Linked DNA regions of Sus scrofa: region 1 is linked to region 2. Evidence: chromatin contacts called from public Hi-C data. All regions are on one chromosome and are shown on one strand. The core of a region is the stretch at or near the end of the contact, and the rest is flanking DNA. Distances in the headings are between cores, read along the strand shown. Region 1 overlaps FOXP1 (forkhead box protein P1). Region 2 has its middle 510 kb from the start of MDFIC2.

Evidence for each region. A called contact is a pair of places that touch in the nucleus more often than the background predicts.
Region 1: a Hi-C map of embryonic fibroblasts shows a contact between it and region 2, with 2.4 times the contacts expected there. The contact joins two enhancer-like sites. A contact is called at or near these places in 2 of 47 Hi-C or Micro-C datasets (embryonic fibroblasts and epiblast stem cells).

Annotation. Positions count from the first base shown.
Region 1 is chr13:52,446,306-52,450,468 of Sscrofa11.1, forward strand. The region is part of intron 7 of FOXP1 (forkhead box protein P1); the gene reads right to left. Among named protein-coding and RNA genes, the nearest start is that of FOXP1, 530 kb to the right of the region's middle. Within about 2 kb of position 2,421, at least 26 of the 83 cell types and tissues checked have an H3K27ac peak or open chromatin away from gene starts, as enhancers often do. A contact at or near this core is called in embryonic fibroblasts, where this site is marked.
Region 2 is chr13:52,248,702-52,252,796 of Sscrofa11.1, forward strand. No RefSeq gene overlaps it. Among named protein-coding and RNA genes, the nearest start is that of MDFIC2, 510 kb to the left of the region's middle. Within about 2 kb of position 2,045, at least 4 of the 83 cell types and tissues checked have an H3K27ac peak or open chromatin away from gene starts, as enhancers often do. A contact at or near this core is called in embryonic fibroblasts, where this site is marked.

The DNA of each region.
Region 1 (4,163 bases), core at 1,171-3,670, 200 kb after region 2:
AAAAGAGGTGTAAACACTACCTGGAGTGAGGTTAGCACGACCTCAGTTTCTTAATGAGTCTTTGAGTGAGATGTAAGAAGTTAATGCAAACTTGAACACTGTTTTAGGGAAGAAGGCAGAAGGGAAGCAGTATTTTCAAGGCTGGAGCTCACACGATCCATTTCCTCTGTGGACAGTGATTTTAAGCACCGTCAATGAATGCTGCAGCTTGTGGACAACTGAACCTTGGATGCACCTTCCGAACTTCAACACAGACCCGTCCTATGATGCCTTTTACCCTTCCTTATTCACCCAGCATACAGATGTCTCAATTCTTTCATATTATGTGCGATACCATTAAAAGCCGCTCTCCATGACATTTCAGTGACAAACAGCTACAGTGATGAACTTGATAGCATTTCATATTTGCAACTGTTAACACGTTTCTGCACGGGCATCTTTGCAAGGAACCTGCACACTGTATCTGAAAGGATGATGTCTTGTTCAGATAAAACACTGACATTAAAATGACAGGCTGTCTTGGCCAAGGTTACACAAATTGTATTCAAGCGGATACCTAATGACAATGCTATGAATTCTGCAAGCTTTCTAGAATGTAATTTAGCTATTCAAAATAATCACTGCACTTGTGTTTAATTTGCAGACTACATGAGAACCATTTTGTCAGTCCCCGTAATACAAGAAGACTATTTCATGAAAAATTACCCCCCCCAAATAAAAAGATAAGAAAAGGGGAAAAAAACACAATGAAAGAAAAGACAAAACCTGTATGTCTTCTAACAGTAATATTGAAGCATCTTACTTTTCCCTGGTTTCTAATCAAACATGTGACAGCAAGAAGCTAGAAGCAGTAAAGGATATACTTTGTTAAAAAGGATCTGCTGTCATCTCATGTATTACAATAAAAGGTAATAACATGTTTTGCACTTTGCCTGTGTGCCACTTAAAAAAAAAAAAAAATCCGGCAGACAATAGCTGATCAGAAGATAAAAGAATTAAAAAAATCTTTCAGGGGAGCAGTAAGCAAAAGGGAGAAATGCAGTATTAATTTTATGTAACATAATGTCTTAATATGCAGTTTATCTTGACTTTTTCACATGATTTGTCCTGTCATTTGCATAGCGAGCTCTCATTCCTAATTTCACAGTCATTATGCACTGATGTCCCGATTTCTCAGCATCACTAATTTTGATGAACTAAAAATGGTTCCTGAAGGTCAGATGCATGTACAGTGAACATCTTCCACTGTTGTTGTGGGCATGTTTGGGGGTGGGGGGGTGTTGATGTGCAAGTTTTGCATTGTTTGGAAAATACTAGCTTGGAGGTTTGAAAATTTTCATTAACCCAACTCTGGAAGGTCATCAACAAATTCTTTCTATTGCAGTGGCCTTTTAAGTGTGGATGTAGATACACTGTAATTTAAAACAGATGGGCATGTCTGAATATTTTTATATGCAAAAAGGGACAGATGTATATGAATGGATAAATGATCCTTTTAAAAAGAGACTTCGCAGCACCGAATAGCACCAATGATTAGAACAGTGAACTTGCATTTAATCTAGGACAAACACCAAGAAGACATTAGCAAAACATCTAGCTGTCTATAAATTAATTCCAATTAGTCAACTCTGTCTTCCAACAGAAGAAACTTAATTTTTTTTTTTTTTCAATATGTACTGGGTGCCAATCACTATCTTATGAGCTGCAAAGGCCAACATATCACAATAGAAGTTTACTTTTCCTTGAGAGTTGCATCATCATACGGGGAGGTTTGATTAAGCAAACAAAAGAACCATGTTTAAGCTTTCTTTTTTCCTCTGCGTTTCTTGGATGATGTACAATATAAATATTCTTGAGCCAAATTTCTGATGGTGATGAACAGGAAAACAGACAGGAACAGGGTGGTGTAAGATCTAAGCTGGTGATGAATGTGAAATTAACAGTGTTATAACAGAAACCATCAGAGAAACAATCTCTTAGTCATAATCTGCAAAAGAACTATGGAAAGCCTAGGCTGGAAAGGGGCACCAGAACACTTTTTGGGGTGATGAAAATGCCATCTACCTTGGTTGGGGTGGCGGTCAGAGAGATGGCTACAGCCGCCCAAATTCTTCCAACTGGATACTTAAAATGAGTGCAGTCTTAGCATATGTAAACTATGCTTCAATAAAACAGGTTTTAAAAGTTCAAAAAAGGATTTAACATACACAGAGAATTTTAAACCCTTATACACAGTCACGAGTTTCAAATCTCCTTTTCCCTAAGTTATTTATCCCATTTTTGTAGTCATGTTACAGAACAGTAAAATGATCTTGAGTCTCCCTTTCTTTTTCCCTTTGGCATCTTGATGGAGGTGCTGATGAGTAATCGAACGCTGAAAGCAGCAGGCACAGCCCAAGGAGGGAAAGGCACAAGAAGCTGAGTAATCCTCCAGCCTGTGACCGGTTTCTGAATAATCAGAAGTGGGCTATTAGATTCTGACGGCCTTAACTTTGCTACTATCTGAGACCACATTTTCACACCAGTTAGCTCGGAGCTTCCAAAGTGGGCTCGTGCTTCATTTATAAATGTCATAAAACTGAGATTTCCCCAAGTTGTTCTTCCCAAAGCGTCATGAAAATCAGTTAGGGTGAGCTTTAACCAACATATCCAAATGAACCAGAAACCATCGTGGAGTAGAAAAGGGGGGAAAAATCTGACCGTAGTGTGAGGCTTTAAATAGTTAAGAATTATAGCCTGCATAGCCACTGCTTTAGCTCTCAACGTCCAACTTTTTCATGTAGCTCGTCCCTACTAATACCAGGAATCAAAGGGCATGCAGTACCAGCGAGAGGCTATTATAGCCCACACTTTATTGCCCATTACTACTGAGGTCATTAGCGGCAAGAGTGATTGTACTGGTCTTAACCTATTGATCACTGTAACTACTATCATTTAATCCTGTGTTGAATGTCTGGAAAGCAGCTAAAGGCACACAAGAGAGAGTGCTTCAGCATTGAGAAATATGGCCAAAGCCTAGAAATTACACTTTGATTCATAAAATCTAGCCAGTGGTTTAAATCAATAGTATTTAAAACAGTCATGTGAGTTTTTAACTACAGCGCTCTAGTATTTATGAGCCCCTCATTCAGAGTATTCAGTTAAAACTAACCCCCCACCCCAATCTATGCCATCTCCCTTACCCTCCTTGAGATAAAAACACTAATTTCTGAGGTTTTTCTATGCTACAGAGCTCATGCCTTGACTGGGAGTTCATGCACAAATCCCGATTTCTTTCTCAAATGACAATTTAAATATAATGCCAAAAAAAATTATATCCCCGATACTGTAACTACCGTAACTGTTTGAGTATATAGAAATGAGTATGTTTTATGAGTTAACAATGAATCATAGAAGGCAATTTATGAAGAACTAGAATGATTCTGTCTAGCTGCCTTCAGGGATCAGAAATTCAAATTAAACTTCTGGCAGACATTTAAAGAATGCTAGCATACAAAACTGAATTTAAACACACACACACACAGTTAACACTCTTTCGCTGAGTTTCAAGAGGAAATCATGAATTAAAAAAAAAAAAAAAATCCCAAGCTACACTGCAGACTGACACCCACTGGGTGTGGCTCACCCCAGGTGCACATAAACCTGTGCACGAATGGCAGTCATTCAGCTGTGCTTGGGCTATGGGGACGCTGCTAGTGCAGACCTGCTGCTACCTCCAAACCAGCGACTGGGGAAATGTCCTTAGCACCAACAAGTGCTGTTAGAAGCCCATGCACCGCTGTGTAAACGCTGCTGCCTCGTACAGTTCTCTTTTACTTCCAAATGACTTGCTGTCATCTGAACGCCAGAAGCCTATTAAAATACATGCCTTATTTTTCTCCTCCATCCTCCACAGGGAGAGGCAAGAGAGAGGAAGGGAGAAAAAAATCTAAAAAGCAAACAAACAAATAAAAACACCCATAGAAACAATACTTATTTCTAATCTAGGAGACAATTGGAGGAATTGGGTGGGAGGGGAGATGACACAATATAAATACTGGAAATAACACGTTATCATTTTTTTTTTCTTTCTCTTTAGTTTACACTCACATTACCTACAAGTAAATACTGGCTATATAAATACACAAGGATTTTGTACACTGGCATCTTCTCATAATTGCTCT
Region 2 (4,095 bases), core at 795-3,294:
CTCAAATCCTCAGCGTTGTTTATCATTTCTCAAATGTCTTCCCCGGATTTTAACATTCTAGCTCTTTGTTCCATTTGGGGAGGTTAGGCTGTTTGGAGTACATGTGGATGGCCAACCCAAAGGTCATGGCATGTAAGCCAGGGAGCGTTCCAGCACGTGGCACAGTGCCCAGCAGCTTACATGGGGCCACTTTTAAACGGATTCCTGGACTGAGGGTCTTAACCACCAATCGAGGCAAATCAGCCCACATGTTTCTTTTGTTTGATAGAATTATTATTTTTTTAAATTATGATCTCTGTATTCTTGGCCAATGAATGAAATGAAATAGTCTCCTTCCATTGAAGTGGAAAACACACAACCACATCCATTTTCTGACATGAAATGCTTATTGAACCCGTTTAGAATACCGCCGTGGGAGCCAAGGAACAAGAAATAGAAAGATGAATTCCCACGGTGTTGGTCCTGAAGGGGCTCACCAGGCAGTGCCCGGAATAGATAATATTCACCAGTTCAATCAAGTCACATCATCCCACCTCCAGAACGCCAATGACCTCAGAGGGTGACTCTCTTGATTTGGCTTCACTCCATTTTGTCAAAACACTGTTCACCCTGGGTCTCTTTAACATACAACTAAATCTGGTTAGTTTACCGTGTCGTCTATTAGACTTAAATTCAACTACTCGAGATGATTCTTTCTCACTGGAAGATGCAATGATTCTGGGCATCGGGAGAAAGGCTTCGCAAAAGGTGCTGTTTTGCATCAACTTGCGGCGGATTAATGAACTTTAATCGCATAGGAAATCTGCGCCTGTGTGTGTGTGTTTATCAACAAGTCCTTCAGCCAAGACGTACGTGTGTAAACATCATCACACATTATAGCAGGACGTCTGTTACAACGAGAATCTGGCATTTCTCGTGACCTTAAAGCATTCCCTCCCCAAGGCTCTTAGTTTTCAATGACAGCCGGCGGCGTTTGTTAAATAAATAACAATACTTAGCTTTCATATTGTTATCTTCTGCCTTTTGAAACATTTCTCGTAGCACGACTTTGCCAGTACCAAGCTGGCTTTTTAAGTGATTTGTCTGTAACCAGGCACTTTTAGAACTTTTACTTCCTTAGTCTGTGCTAAAAAGCAATTCAAGAAGACTTAAAATTCTCCTGGGGGCTGATTTTATAGCAACAGGGAAAGCGCACAAAACGTTGCACGAACAGCCAATTTCTTTCTTCGGTGGAGGAAACGGGCATCGGCAGTCGAGCCTCAGTACAAATGGTTTAACGCCGTCATAAAAACCACTAACCATTGGGTATTAACATGCTTTTTATCATGAAGTTTTTATTGAAAATGATATTTGGAAGCTACTAATTTGGCGGTGATTTTTACCCGCAGGCATTTACAGTGCAGGCAACATCCCCCTTGCTCTGGAAGGGCCTCGGAATCCCTTGTCGCAGGTTTTTCTTCCGCTGCCTTGGTGGTCACCAGCTCATCATCAGGGGTGGCCCGTGGCTGTCGATTTTACTCCCTCGTGGGGGTGGGGTGGGGGGCAGCTGGGCCAGAGTGCACAACACCGTCCCTGCAACCCACCTTGACCCCCTAGAACAGTACTAACTGGGGGGTGGCTCGAACTGGTATAGGACCAGTGTGTGCCAGCGGGAGAGCACCACTGTCAGACTTATCATTGGCCCTATGTAAAACACATGGGAAAACCTAGGTTGTTGGGTTTTGGGTTTTTTTTTTCCTCAAAAAGAAGTCAAAACAGCCTGCACATGCACATAGATGGGAGACATACTTCCCAAAAAGAGAGAGAGAGCGGGAGAGAGAAAAAGAGAGAGAGAGAAATGTGTGTGCCTGCCTGCTTTATTCCATCTGGCACATGATGGAAGTTAACTTATTTGGGCGAATGTTGGACTGCGATCATTACAACGGCAAAGCCTGGAGCCATTTCAGAGGGAGCCAGTGCAGCCACCGCTGCAGGGGTGGACGGTGCACAGGGGGTGCCTGGAGCCCCGTGTGAGCTCGATACACACCACCGAGAAAAGCTTGGGCCTTTCCCAAAAGGAAGTGAAGACAGACCGCGCAGGCACGGAAATAGCGTGTGTGCCTTCCTGCCATCTGGAACGGGCGCCCGGCGGGAGTAAACTGATGGGGTGGAAATGCTGCTTTTTCCCCCAATAGTTGTGTTAGATCTGGATGTACCCAAACTATAGAGGGTCAAACCGCAGCCAGATTTTCCTTCAAATGTCACTTTCAATATCAAGCTCCTGATGAAATACCCACTGGGGAGCGGTTTCTGTGAAAGCTTTAAAATGTTTGCGGGTGTGTAGAAATCGTTTGTGTGTGAGTGTATAGGGCCTCTGTGATTAGGGTTGTTTCTCTTACAGGAAAAGGAAATGGCCTGCCCATGAGGACTCAGAAGCATTTACTGGAGAAGATTTTGTTGTTGTTTTCTGGGTGGTTTTTTTTTTTTTTTTTTTCCCCAAGATCATTTAGAATAGAAAAGAAACAGAAATAACCTAAGTGTTAGCTTATAAAATCAAGTTATGTCAATGATTGTACATCATTGTTAATGCAGCACAGTACTTCCATGTACAAAGGACAAATCATCTTTTATTCCTTTTCATTGTTGTTGTCACTGTGTTTTATTTATTGTTTTGTTTTATTTTTGCCTTTTATTATTATCTTTTTTGTGTGTGGTTTTAGAGCTGCACCCATGGCATATGGATGTTCCCAGGCTTGGGGTTGAATCGGAGCTATAGCCACTGACCTACACCACAGCCACAGCAACTCAGGATCCAAGCTGTGTCTGTGACCTACACCATAGCTCACGGCAACACCAGATCCTTAACCCACTGATCGAGGCCAGGGATCAAACCTGCCTCTTCATGGATGCTAGTCAGATTCATTTCCACTGAGTCACGATGGGAACTCATTATTATCTTTTTACTATTGGTCACAACCCAAGGCCCACCAAAGAAACCAGGTTACGGGTCACCAAGTCACTCTTTACAACATCTTGCTTTAGAATCATCATACCAGGTTCTTGATTAAAAAATAACCCTCCAAGAGAACAGCTGAATCCAGGTCTTTGGAAATGACTCAGAGGAATGTGCGTCTTTGGTGAGCCTCCTCCAAGATGCCTCATCTCAGCATGCCCACATGATTCCAATCCACACCAGAGGTTATGAGTTCACGCCTTACAGATGGTGTGGCTTGTTCTGTAGCACAGTCTAAATAACTGTGCTCAGACTTTCAAGTATCTCCCTTGTTCTTTTGAATTGTCCTCAGTGCTAATCACAAAGAGAAAAGGTGAGCTCTCCCAGCCTCGCCAGTGGTCATCTGCGGAGGGACACAGGTCAGCTGAAAAGGAAGAAACCTAAAAAGGCAGCCTCTTCCAGACAAAGCCAAGCACATGAAATGCCTGCTGCCTTGGTGGGCATTCCTGGGAGACCCCCATAAGTGATTGAAATATGACAAAACTTAGGGCTTCCAGAACATTTAAAAAGCAAAAGATGCAAAGTCTCTTTAGAACTCAATTTTGCATATTAAATGGCCCTATGTTCTAATTATGATCCAGCCATGGCCCAGGTGACTAATACACACTGGGAAAAACATTCCAGTTACTATGGTGACTCAGGGCAGACAGGTCCAAAAGGGACATAGGAGCTCTGGCGTCCTAGAATTTTCTGCGTCTTGATCTGAGTGCTGATCTCAAAGATGTAAAAAAAGCATCCAGTGATAAATTGACAGTTTGGTGCTTTTCTGTGTATATGTTATACCTACTCCCTCCCCATCACACTGACCATGGAAAGTTTAAGTATTATGTCATCTCTAGAACATAAAAAACGAACATAACCTCTCCTAAGCCCTTTCCTCAGTTTTCACTTTCCTTTATGCTCTAGAATTAGCTGTGAGTACAGTTTAATGGCTCTGGATGGTTGGCATGTACCAGCTGAATCCAAAGGTAAGGACAGCCTGCAGTTCAGCGGACAAAATAACCCATCAGACTCACTGAGCATCTGCGATATGCTAGGCACTGCTATAAACACAGTGGTATGTAGAATAGGAAAGTGCCTGCTTTCAGGGAGCTTATATTTTG